Linked DNA regions of Gossypium hirsutum: region 1 is linked to region 2. The links are chromatin contacts, called in public Hi-C maps. All regions are on one chromosome and are shown on one strand. The core of a region is the stretch at or near the end of the contact, and the rest is flanking DNA. Distances in the headings are between cores, read along the strand shown. Region 1 has its middle 55 kb from the start of LOC121226073. Region 2 holds the start of LOC107893554 (vesicle transport protein GOT1).

What was found. Hi-C and Micro-C count contacts between places; a contact is called where the count stands out from the background.
Region 1: a Hi-C map of petal shows a contact between it and region 2, with 4 times the contacts expected there. The contact joins the enhancer-like site here to the promoter of LOC107893554 in region 2. A contact is called at or near these places in 9 of 34 Hi-C or Micro-C datasets (callus, leaf, petal and 1 more).

Annotation. Positions count from the first base shown.
Region 1 is chrD13:43,884,777-43,891,417 of Gossypium_hirsutum_v2.1, forward strand. No RefSeq gene overlaps it. Among protein-coding and RNA genes, the nearest start is that of LOC121226073, 55 kb to the left of the region's middle. Within about 2 kb of position 3,500, at least 3 of the 9 cell types and tissues checked have an H3K27ac peak or open chromatin away from gene starts, as enhancers often do. A contact at or near this core is called in leaf, where this site is marked.
Region 2 is chrD13:43,764,459-43,771,329 of Gossypium_hirsutum_v2.1, forward strand. It overlaps LOC107893554 (vesicle transport protein GOT1), which reads left to right and starts at 2,692. Exons shown (of 7, transcript XM_016818584.2): 1 at 2,692-2,834; 2 at 3,063-3,113; 3 at 4,306-4,397; 4 at 4,502-4,582; 5 at 4,690-4,787; 6 at 4,872-4,953. The coding sequence starts at 3,083.

The sequences.
Region 1 (6,641 bases), core at 2,250-4,749, 120 kb after region 2:
AGCCCCCAATCTACCCAAAATCCATTTCCCACCAAAATTTTACTCTCCTATTTACTTTTTCTCAAAATTTTACTCCCAAAAACCCTCAAAATTTTTTATTTTGCCCCAAAATTTTTACTCCCTCCCACTTTTCCCCTAAAACTTTTATTCCCTTCCCATCCCACCTCCCATCTACCCCCCAAAACCTCCCCCCTCCAATTTTTTTAATATTTTCCCTCCAAAATTTTACTCCCCTATTTACTTTCCCTCAACCTTTTATTCCCCAAAACTTTTACTCCTCACCTTTTACTCTCAAATAAAAAATCAAAATTATCCAAAAAAAATCACTAAACATAAATAGTAATAATTTTATTTATATCTACTATTTATATTATTAAATTAAATTAAATTTCACATTTTATATTATTTATATTATTGAATTATTTAGTCATATTGAATATTTATATTAAAATTGAATTATTAATTATGCCATAAAATATTCGTGTTAAAATTCTATATTGGTATCAATTTCACATTTTATTTTAAAAATAAATTTTATTAAAAAATCATATTTTTACATTTAATATATTTTTTAATTCCAAAATACATAGTGACAAGAATCTGAAGATAATTGAAACAACTAAGCAAGCAAAGAAACTAACCAGTATATAAAAAATTAATAAATAAATTATGAGGTGATGAAAGTTAATAAAAAATTTGATTAAAGTGGACAAATTTTACTACGATGGGTGACAGTGGTTACAAGGACCCAAAATTATTTTTTAAAATTTAACTCGAACAGATATATTCGATTTGATTCGATTCGAATTCCATCTCACTCGACTCGATTCGAGAAAATTTCAAATCAAATTAGGATGATAAAATATGATTCGTCAACTCGATTAACTCAAAATTTTTTTATTCGATTCAATTCGATTCGATCGAACGCTCACCCCTATTTGGGTTTATCATGCATTTATATTTTTATAACTATGGCTATTTTTAATCTATTTTGTGTAAATTATATGTGAATTTTCAATTAATATTTTCCTAATTTAAATTTTATCATGTATGGGCACTATCCAAATTTATTCTGATCTAGGAATAAATAATTTTAGTTTCAGTCTTATTATACTTTGTATTAATTTTATTATGATTATAATTATTGGGATATGTATTTATGGGTATAATTGTGGTTCCACTCTTATAATTTTTTTAAGAAAATATAAATTATGAATTTATAGTTTGTGTGAGATTTCTTTACTTCCCACTTTAATATTGGTTCAAAATTCTCATTCTCTCGAGTTTTAAGTAGAGGTGATCATGGGTTGAGCTACTTGGCCCGGTCCGGTCCAACGCTCCACCCAAAAAATGGGAGGGTTCGGGTAAAAATATAGGTCCGAAATATGGGTTTGGACAAAAAAATAAGGCCCGTTTAGAAAACGGGTCGGGCCTCGAGTAAAACTTTTTTGTCCGGCCCGGTCCAAATTATATATTAAATATATATGCTTTTTATTTTTAATGAAATATATATTAAATATATATATTTAAAATGGGCCGGGCCGGGCTCGGGCTTAGCAATTTTCTTTCGGACTGGGATTGGACAAATTTTTAGGCTCATATTTCGGGCCGAGCAGGGCCTAGACTTAAAAAACGGAGCTAAAATTTTGTTTGGGCCTGGCCCAGCCCATAATCACCACTAGCTGAAAACATCATAGTTCAATTTCCTTTTCCTTTTCTAATGGGGTAGGCACACTGTCAACATGAAATTTTTTTTTATTTGTAATACGAGATATGATTTTTTTTCTTACACTTGTTTGGGGATATGAACGTCTCAAATGCTAGAAACTCCATAGTGATCTAATTGGACGAAAAAAATGATTTATTGGGTTTTTTTTTTCTTATATGGGAAAAAATGACATTATGAGCTATTTATTGCTTAAATTAGTACACTAACTTTTTCTCATGTTAATACATGTGTGTTAAATAAGTTTTTTCTAATAACCAGATAAAATTTAAGGTATTCATGTTGCAATCTATTGGCAGAATATTTATCTACCCATAAATAAACTAATTTGTAAACATCATTGTAAAAAATGTATATATGCATTTAATTAAAAAAGAAAAACAAGTAATGCCTAATTTGTATTAAACATTGTAATAGTGTGTGTTTTTTCTTCATTATGACCAGACATAGAGTGAAAAATATTAATAAAATAATTAAGATAAATATATTCATTTAATTGATTGAAAAAAGTAGAGAAAATTAAGTTAATGATACATGCTGAATAATTAAAAGTCTTATCAACTGTAGATTTTATAACTATATTGAAAATATTTGAAGGCATAAAATATAATTTTGCATTTATTTTCAAGTAAAAAGAAATAAAAGTAATCCATAAATTTTAAAACACCAAATATAATTTTTGGCTTTTTTAATACCGAATCTGTGGAGCATTCAAATTGCCATATCCCAAATATTTAATACCGAAATAAAAATTAAAAGTTATTTGGCACTCTAGCTTTAGAAAAAAAATTATTTTAGTACTTCATTTAATTTTTCGTATTTTTTTATCCCTTGAACTAGTGTTATTTGTCAAATCATCCTAAAATAAATTGAAAAATTAATTTTTGTTAATTTTGTTAATGTGGTATACACATGGATGCCACATCAGTAATTAATTAATTTTTTAAATTTAAAAATAAATTATAATTAAAAATCATTAAAAATCATTAAAATTATTAAAAATTATAAAAATACCAAAAAGTATTTTTAATATTTTAAAAAATAATTAATTGTTTATGTGGCATACATGTGGATGCAACTTTTCCATTTATTTTGTGATAATTTAACAAACAATGCAAGTTAAAGGGCTAAAAAAGAGAAAAAATAAAATGGACTAAAATAAAATTTTGTAAAGTTAAAGGGCCAAATAATTCAATATGCCAATTAAAAGGGGGATGGAATTAAATTCACTTTGACTTCAACGCTTATAGTAATAGAACTGTTAACCATATCTGTGAGAAAATCCAGAAAAGCATGCTGATTTCTGAGCAGACTTTCACAGCCTCCATAACCCCAAGTGGAGGGCACCACCTTCTTCCTGACTTTATCCTAGACTGACCACACTTCCCCTAATTAATGATACCATTTCTATGTCAACATTTACACATTTGTGGGCCATTTTCAAACAATGAATTGTTGCCTTTGTTTTCCAAATTAATAATTACTCAACAATTCTGTCCGTGATGGGGCATAGTACGGTTTCCCCGACTCAATTAACTATATTTTTCCAATCAATGAACTGTCAAGGCTTGCCCTACAACTTTGTCCTATAATTTATTCCTTTGCATTGGATTTTTTTCTTTCGTGGTCGGTGGGGTGATTGGGAGTTGTTAACCACATTTTCACTACCGCGTTAGAAAAACAAATTGAAGATGAGATTTGCATTATATGAGAAGGTTGAAAACATGTACCTGAGTGAGTTGGTGAAATTTTATGTTTAGTGCTGATTCCTTTTGCACTCTCCATCCAACAAGTCACCGTCTATGAGGCAAGAGACTGTGTCTGCTCAAATTATGGATACGACATTCAGATTGCAAGCCCCTTGATGTTCTAGGCCAAGCATCACTTCCGCATTGCGCACATTCCAAAGTTGCCGTAGATCAAGAAGCTCGTAAAAGCTTCATGATCCATGATGCACAAAGTTCACTCCATCCAGTCAATGCACTTGGAAACATTAGACAATAACAAATCATTATTAATACCTCCAAGTTGCAAAGTCTCTCGAGGGCAATCCCTAAGTGCATTCACCATAATCTCACTAGGAGCACCACACCGCTGACACCTATGGTCATTAGACATTGGAGTAGAGGTGATCCCTACCGTTGTTGGAATGAACTCGTGTCTAAGCCTCCTCTCAAAGAGTTTGATTATTTTGACAGATTCTTCGATTTACTAATAGATTTTTGCAATAATCCATATGATACAAATTTATCAGACCGTAATAAAAATCAACTATAACCTATCTTAATAAAGTATGTACTAGTCCTTTGAGTAATTATAATATTTATCATAATTTAATCTTAATTATTTCATAATACTAACTAATTTATATATTCTATGCATTCTATATATCAAAATTTAATTATTTAATAAATTATTTTAATATTTTATTATTATTTAAGTTTATATGTTTCATAATAATATTAATGAAATTAAATATAATTTAAATGTATAATTTTTTACTTTACAACATCATGTCTATAATAGACATTTTATTTTCTCAAAATATATTATTTAATAGCAATGGTAAACATTATCAAACTTTTCCAAAATAACTTTGTGAAACATATTATTTTCTCAAAAGATTAGACGAGACAAAGCATTCAAAGCCGACAATATATTAGTCCAAACGACTAAAGGCTTCTCCACTCTCTTAGGTTAGAATACAAGGTATGCTTATTATGAAGTAGTAGTGTCCACATTTGTTTTTCTAAGAGAGTAAGGTCAAAGAGCCATACATCTCGAAAGCTAAGGCTCTCATACCTTTCGGCATTCTAACTGTGTCTTGAGCTAACATTCTCCACTCACGGTCTTCGTTTTTCTCTACCCACCAAAATCTACAAATAACAATTACTGCATTAGTAACCGAATTAGGGAGTAAGAACACACTTCTTTACATAAGTGGGTTATGCCTACAAGATCGATTTGACAAAAACTTCCTTGTTGCAATATATTAAGAACCATTTAAACCAACTTTGAATTCTTGGATGTGGCTTGCAAACACCTACTTGAACGCATTAGTTTTATTACTCACCATAGGAGGAAGGGCAAGACAATTATCAGAAACATGGCAATCTACTTAGCGGAAAAAATGGTAATGATTATTCACTGTGTGGGTGGCCATTATGGACGTCTATACCAACAGAGCCAAACGTCAGGCAAGAGGTTCTGATATCATATAAAAAAGTATTAAATAACTCATGAATCTAGCAAATATAAAGAATGAGTGAAAATGAAACCCAAAGACAAGAAAAAGGAAAATACAGTGAAAAGTTGTAAAAGAGAAGCTTAAGTTGATTACTTGGAGAAAAAAAAATGAAAGTGTGAGAAGTTAAACCTTTTAGATCACATGAAAAATTGAATTAGATATGATGGAAATTGCAAGTGCTGAGCCGTCAACTGAAGAACTTCACAATTTTGGAGCCAATTTCAACTGCTTTCACTAATAAGCATAACAACTAGCTAGCAATTGTAAAACTAGAGGTTTGAAAAGAGACATCTATTTCTATTTTGCATCCGTATCTAATATCTCAAGTTTTGTTTCACTCAAAATTTTAATGTGTTTTAATGCATTAATTCAATATCGATGCATATATTTTGATACTGTCAGCATAAGATTTTGATATTTTAAATAAGTTTTATTTTTTTAGTGCATCTAAAAATAAAATATAACCATTAAACTAAATTATTCTATTATGTTTTTAAAAATGTATAATATCAAAACATATTTGTAATTAAAGTATTTAAAAGAAATAATATGCTCCAACCTGACAGCCCGTAAAAACCCGAAAAGTAATTGCGTCATTGTCATTTGATATATTTGTTTTCAGATTCAAAACAATTTTACTAGAAGAATGAAGTTTTATTCAAATTCACAAATTTTGTAAATGTTTAGGATTAGAGTTTTTTAATTTTTTTAGAAGTAAAATTAAATTGCAATTCCGTAAATAATAAGTGTCAAATTTGTTAAATTTTTAGATTTAGAATCAAATTAATAAAATGCACATGACTAAACTTGTTTCCAAATCAATTTATCCTTAAATATTTAATGATAAAAACATTTTTTTAACATTTCAAATTTCAATCGTCAATAATACCATTAAAATTTTTTTATTTAATTGAAAATAGTACTAAAAAGCTGGTTGCTTTGGTTATGTCGATTGTGTTGTTGGGGTTGTACGGAATTTTAAATAAAAAACTGTCGGTGGGCAATTGCCATGCCAAGTCCAACAAGAGCCTGCGCTGGCCCTCATTGTTCTACTCTTTTCTTTCTTTCTGATATATATTCATTATTTTTAATTAATTAGATGACTTTTAACATAGAGTTCGAATTTGAAGTTAAATTCTAACCCTTAAATTTTATATTTTAAACCCATTCAAATCTAATGCTTATATAAGATTTTAAACAAAATTTAATCCCTATTCTTTTATTCACGGGAAACTAGGATGTGCAGAGCCTTTGCCCCTAAAATAAAAATTTTATTTTTTTATCCCTTTTATAATTTATAAAATTTTAAATTAGTATTGATAAAATTGTACTTTGGCTCTCTCCAAAATAATAAAAATTTGATTTAGTCTTTTAAAAATTATAAAGATATATGCTATTAACATAGTGATATTGCATTTTTACTATTGACCTGTCACAAATCGTAATGGCAATTTAAGTACTTTTTAGCACTTAACGAGCTTATTTTCTAGGCATTTTATCTTCTTTTATTGCATTTTCGGTTTTATTAGCTTATCATTAAATTATCGCAAAATAAGTATTTTTACACAATTTTTAGTGTTTTGACGATCCGTTGGGCCAACTCAAGCTTTGGGAACGACTAATAGGCTATTTAAGTGTGTAGGGTGCCATTTCAAGTCAAGAAGCACA
Region 2 (6,871 bases), core at 1,442-3,941:
CCAGCTGATTGCTAGATCTTCTGCCAAATCATTAATATCAGAATTTTTTGTCTGAATTCTAAGGCAAAGACACTCTTCTATTAGAGGATCTGTAATAGAAATAAAGTAATTTGGTTTAACTTTAAATCCTATTACGCCTATATGTAAATTAGACTGAATACCTCCAATAAGTGCTTTTATTGGATTTTCAAATCTTTTATCTAAAAGGACAGCTATAATAGGAATATCATGACCTCTTCTAAATAAAGCTTTAATAGTAATCATGATTATACCTAAATGAATATATCTAATTTGAGGATATTTCTTTTTGATCCTTTTGATTTTTTCTTTAGTAAAGAGAGGGATTTCTATTAATCATCCTCTTGTATGTTTAGCGACTGTGTTACCGCTAATTTTTTCTATATGTCTCTGAGTTCATATTTTGAACTTAGAGATCTTATATATTTCTTTTTTAGAAATATGATTTTTATTAATCTTTTTTATCATTTCATCAGAAAAATCTTTTTCTTCTCCGATTAAATTTCCTAATTTAATATCCTATTTTTCAAGATTCGGAATTTTTTCTAATTGATTATTAGAACTGTTTCCTATATTAAACATAAATATATATTCATCGTTACTACCATAATCTATTTTTGATATTAACTCATATAAAATTTCTTCAGGATTTGTTTCCTTTTATTATTGATATTGATATACCCGAATATCCCAAAACATCAACCATGGCTTGTATTAAAGTCAATTTTGGATTTAGAAACAGACTATTGGCGACCCAACACGACTTTTGTGAGCCCAAAGAAAAGTGCTCGTTAGTGGACTGGTCATAGAATTGTTTGGTTGTTGCCCCATCACAACAAACCCGACAGTCCCCTCATTTTCCTTTTTAACTTTTGAATTTGAACACTCCCAGAATCTTGGCATTCTATTCCATCAAAGTCACGAGTTTCATAATTCATAGCCACTTTCTTAGTTGTCGTCACTAAGGTTTCATGTTTTCTAATTGCTGAAGTTAGTGGCAGCACAAAATACGACGCCTTGCACTTCAGTTCAATGAGAACAAGACATGCATATATTGTTGAATGGAAGAGCTTATTATTGATGTGCATAAATTGTCACTATTTCTGTTTCCTCTTAATTTCTTCTGATTCCCGATGACCCATTTCTGTAAGGCACCTGTAGTATAGAGTTGGATCCATGGCCTTGTTATTTGGGTGCAGAATGGCCTGATCTGGATCCCTATTCTCCACCACCTCATCCAGTTCTCCTATAACTATAATTTCTTTTTGACAATTGGTAACTGGCCAATATCTTAGAATCTCCCTAACCACCACTTCCCCAAGTACAAACTGAGAAATGCAATAAGCCAGCTGCTTATGCTGAACTTGCAAGCTTCTGGTGTTGTGCTGTGGGAGAAGCACTCTCGTCAACAACAGTTTGTGGTTCTCTTTTAATGGAACTACAAAGCCATTGATGATGCTTCCCTCGCCGACACCGCAATGCTTTTCAGTGTCGAAAACATAATGCAGATTGGTGTTGACGACTATATATTAATTAATTTGATAGAAAATCAGTCCTTACAGGCTTGGCTAAAAAGGAGAGTAAGCAACAAAAAACACGAGACGTTTTATAGAGGAGAAATGTTGTAATATCAGATAGCAGCACAGTAATGGGTATTTCTGGACTCAACAATGAGAGGTTAATTATAAATGATATCATAATTAATAGATTGGAGGCACTAGCAGCTACCTTGTTCTAAACTAAGGACTCATCAAGCGGACTTTGAGAAGATCCACCACCAGACGGAGGAGATACTTTTACTAGGACTTACCCAAAGTCGGTCCAATCTGAATTAATCCACGCTTTTTCTAAGTTTTCATTGTCTTGATTATTAAGGTTAATTGGGATTCCGGTTGTCAATTAATGAAATTAATATATTATATAATTTCAATTAACTCAGTTCATAAATATAATATATAATATTTAGTTACAATATTTTAATACCAGAATGTGCATTTTTTAGCAATACCAATTCTTCATTGTTTAAAAAAAACATTTCTGATTTCAAAAGCACTTTTGAAAGAAAAGCTGTGAAGAACAAGTTGTTTTTAGCCGAAATTTTTAGCTTTTCAGAAGCACTCCTGAAAAGGAAAAGTTAAAAATTTTAGCTTTTTCTCTCCCAAAAATACTTTTGGTACTTAATTATTTTTTCACCCCTCCAATAACATAGTATTTTTCTTTTTTTTTTCTTGTCGCTTAATTACAATTATGTTAAAATCATTACTTAAAAATAAAAAAATATTTTTTAAAATATTAATTACAAATATTTAATGGTTATATTTAAATATTTAAAGTATAGTTTATATATTCTAATTAAATTTTATAAATAATTAATATTTACTAATTAAAAATATTTACAATTTATATTTTATATATTAAAATATTAACAATAAATTATAATAATTTTTTTATATTATTACTAAAATTTAATAATATTAACTAATTTAAATATTATTTAAATACATATTTGTTACTTGATAATATTATGTCTAAAATGAATATTTTATTTCTCAAAAGTATTTTTTAAAAAGTCACATAAACTTTACATTGCCTCTTTTGATGGACTGCTTTTGGAAAATATAAGTTGATGATGAGGAGTTTTATGTCATTTCAGTTACATCTCATGTAAACACAGATGTTAAATAAAAAAATTTTAAAATTTTATATATTTTTGTTATCTCAAGTTTTTTTTTTCAACTTCGTTTTATTTACATTTCCTCGCGGCCCCCTCTTTCGCTCGCTCACTTCCCATTTCTGAATTTCTCAATCACTTTCAGGTAGTTGTTTCTTTTCTTTCTCTGTTTGATTACCGAGAAATTACTTTTTTTCCTCTCTGTAAACAAACGGGATTTTGGATTTTAGATTTGTTTTTCTTCTTTTTTATGTGGAGTCTATACACTATTAGATCTGTATTTAATTATTAAATTCTGTTTTCTCCTTTTTTTTTCCCCTGATTCTCTCACATGATTCCGTTTCTTATTTGTTTTGCTTTTTGAAAGTAACAGGTATCTGAAGAATCAGCAAAATGGTTTCCTTTGAAATGAACGATCGAAAAAGTGAGCTTTTATGTTCCATTTTCTGTGCTTTCTTTGCTTCTTTTCATTCAATTAACGCATCTATGAATCTGTGATTTTGTGAAACTTCTGTTCGGTGTGATACACTATTTTTTTTTCCGATGGAGGTTTGATGCTTGAAATATGCATTGTGCAATCCCTAGAAACTTTTGTGAAATTCAGATCTCTAGGCTTGGTTCATCGTTTATCTTGGGATTTTTATTTATTATTATGCATGTTAGTAAAATTTTGTAACTGCTGCTAAGTTAGGAAAGTCTTTGAAGTGTCCATGTTATTTTACGTTGAGGCAATTTGGGAATGATTTGATGTGCTAATTTATATCAGACGTTAAATTATGTTTGGCAAAGTCAGTCGAATATATTTCCTTAGAAAGAATATTTTTTATTATTTACTATCCAAACAAATATTTTAGTAAGCTATTCGGAGTTGTTTGGTAAGTTATGCTGCTTTATTAAGAAACATATATTAACTGGTAATTCTAATAAATTGATCAAACTCCAAAATGATTTACTAGTGGAGCTCCGTTGATCACATTTGATGTGCGTAGATGGTGAAGGATTTCTAATTGATATGTACACCCCTTATTATTCAAAGTTCAAAATAGGGTAGTTCAATAGGATGTAGTTCTCATTGTTAAATTTATTTATGCATGCATTTATGCTTGGTGAAGCGTGTGCACCATACCTTCTTGGAGTTGCTTATGATGGTGTTGTTTAAGTTGAACAAAATGACGAACCCTCTTACATGTGGATTTTGTTTACAAATGCTAATTGAAACAGTTTAGGGTTATTGCAATTTCATAGGAGTATTGCAGAATATCTTACAATATGTAAATAATTTATTAGATTATTTGGTGATAAGACTTTTACCAACACCTTAGCTATATGTGATATGGACAATTTTGTTAACTCTTATTTTTGCTAGAATCTAATCTTTTTAGTTTAGGTCTAAACCTGTGATCTGAGCCAATTGTTTGTTCTGTTACATGGATTGTTGTCATTGATATTGATTGGAGGTGAGTAGGAGTATGTTCCTACTCTCTAGCGTTTGATTCACATGAACTTAGCTATTGGGGACATATGACTTCGTTTGTCATCATTATTTTGACAAAAAAAGGGAAACCTTATATGCACTTATTATTCGGTTTAACTTTCATATTTACTGGGAAAAACAGAAATTGGGCTGGGATTAACGGGATTTGGCATATTTTTCTCATTTCTGGGAATTATCTTCTTTTTCGACAAGGGATTGCTTGCCATGGGAAATGTAAGCTAACTTTTATTATCTTTTTGTCCTCTTTGTACAATTATTTTCATTTTCCCTGTTGAATCATACTTGATTGACACTACCTTCTTTTTTCTGTTAATCAGATCCTTTTCATATCAGGAGTGACCTTAACCATTGGTCTGAAGTCCACCATGCAATTTTTTATGAAACCTCAAAATTTTAAGGTTTTATTTATTCTCCACACTCACTCACACAAAAACTCACATGCCTAAACACTGACATTATAAATGCATCTTTCGTTTTCTTTATGATATGTTGATGCTAAATACAGGGAACAATTTCTTTTGGTGTTGGCTTCTTTTTTGTTGTCGTTGGATGGCCCATATTTGGCATGATATTGGAGACATATGGATTCGTTGTACTCTTCAGGTCTATATGAAATTTTCATTACCTTGATTTAATACAAATGCTTAACATTTTTATCTACACATTTAACATCCACCTTTCTTGCAGTGGTTTTTGGCCAACACTGGCAGTGTTTCTGCAGAGGATACCAATTCTTGGTTGGCTATTCCAGCAACCATATGTCAGATCGGTATGTTCAGTTTCGAAGTCAAGTAAATTTTCCTTTCAAATCACAAACTGTCTTTTGGGCATGCATGCTTGCAATATATTATTTTGTTAGTTCTCGGTTGGTTAGTGTAGAAGTGTAAAAGTATCCTGGAACCATTCCAAAATTTGGAAAACCAGTAATCAATGTCTCTACTGATCTTAGAGTATGAAAGAAAGCCAGCAAATCATCTAATTGTAGAACCCGTTGATATTTATATCTACGTCAAAGAAGTGAAATTTGAAGTAATTTTTGTGCCATCAATATGTGAGTAACTGAATCAGCGTTCCTTCTCCTTGCTGCAAGGAGGGGGTTAAATAGTTATCTATTTCAACACAAATTAGAATGGGATTATTGGAAAGGCTAAACTATAGAAACAGAGCTGATATTTGATTGGTTAAGTTACTGACTTTATTTAATCACCAGGGAATCTTTGTTTGCAATTGGTTGTTCATTTATTTTGATAATTTCATCCAAAAATATTTAGTTAATATAAACTCTTGTTTACTTTCTCCCCCTCTGATATAGCAAGAGAGGAAACCTAAGAAAATGAGAGCTTGTGAATATCTTCTTAATATTGCTTGGTGCACTTTTAGGTGCTCTGGTCAGGCTGTAAATAGGTGATTGACTTTAGAACCTGGCCTAGTGGCTCAGCTGAGGCGAAAGTGCCTTGAGGCAAACACCTAGGTGGACTATCTTCATATATAAAAAATGCATTACCTTATTCATGCAGCCTTTCATTGAGGTATAAAGGGTATAATAGTCTATTGCTTTTTCTTCCCTTTTAAAATCAACTGAAAATTTTGTCAAACATGGCTGTTGTCAAAAGCAACCATTCCATGGCAATGGCATTGCAGATTTGGATAACCGAATCCTCTAAATACAAAATTATGCTCGTGGTAAAAGTTGAACCTTGTCTTACAAGGTAAACTACTAAGGACTTTACCAAGTGAGCTAGATCTTGAATTTGATAATAACATGCTAATAAAACTAAATTATATTTGTAATGAAATATAAAATTTAAAAATGCTTGCCCAAAATGAAATATAATAATAAATTAATTGTAAATTTAAATTGGGGTAAATTACACTATTAGTCACTAAACTGAGTAAATTTTTGTTTTGGTCACTTAACTTGAAATTGTTACAATTTGGTTATTTAATTATTTAGAAGTTTTTATTTTAGTCATTGGGCTAAATATTTTTTTGAAAATAAAAGTTCTACCAGTGAGCTCCAAGCGACAATTCGATGGTCAGTACGGTTGACTAATACCCATCAATGAGTAAAATAACATATCTTAGATCTAAGTTGATATGATGGTTAGTGTCGAAGATTAGAGAAAAAAATTGTTTGAATGTTGCTTTGCAGACTTGGATGTTCATGAAAAAAAATTGAATTGTAGAAGAAAAAGGGAAAGAGAGCTTTTGATTGTTGTAGGCAATGCGAACATAGAAAGTCATAAAACACCGATTTAATAGTCCAGTCTTAAATGAAAACTTTTGAATAATTCAGTGACAAGATTGCAACTTCTTTTAGTTAAGTAATCAAAATGAAAATCTTTTAGTTAAGTAATCAAAATGAAAACTTACCCATAGTTTTATAACTAATGGTGTAGTTTACTCTTTAAATTAACTAGTTATGTTTAATACTTTTTAATTCTTTTATAATTGGTATTTGAGACATGGTTATCAGTACTCCCAACAATTATATCTTCTAATCAAATCAGAATTTAAGATTTTATCATTGTTAAGTATGTACAACGTAGACTATGCATGCTCCATATGTTTCTATTATGATGATTTTGTAATAATCTTCTATGTTCTTAGAATTGGAGTTTTGATAAGTTTAGGATCAAAAGGAAAATGAATAGTTTTCTTCATGACACTTTTATTTTAATCTCACA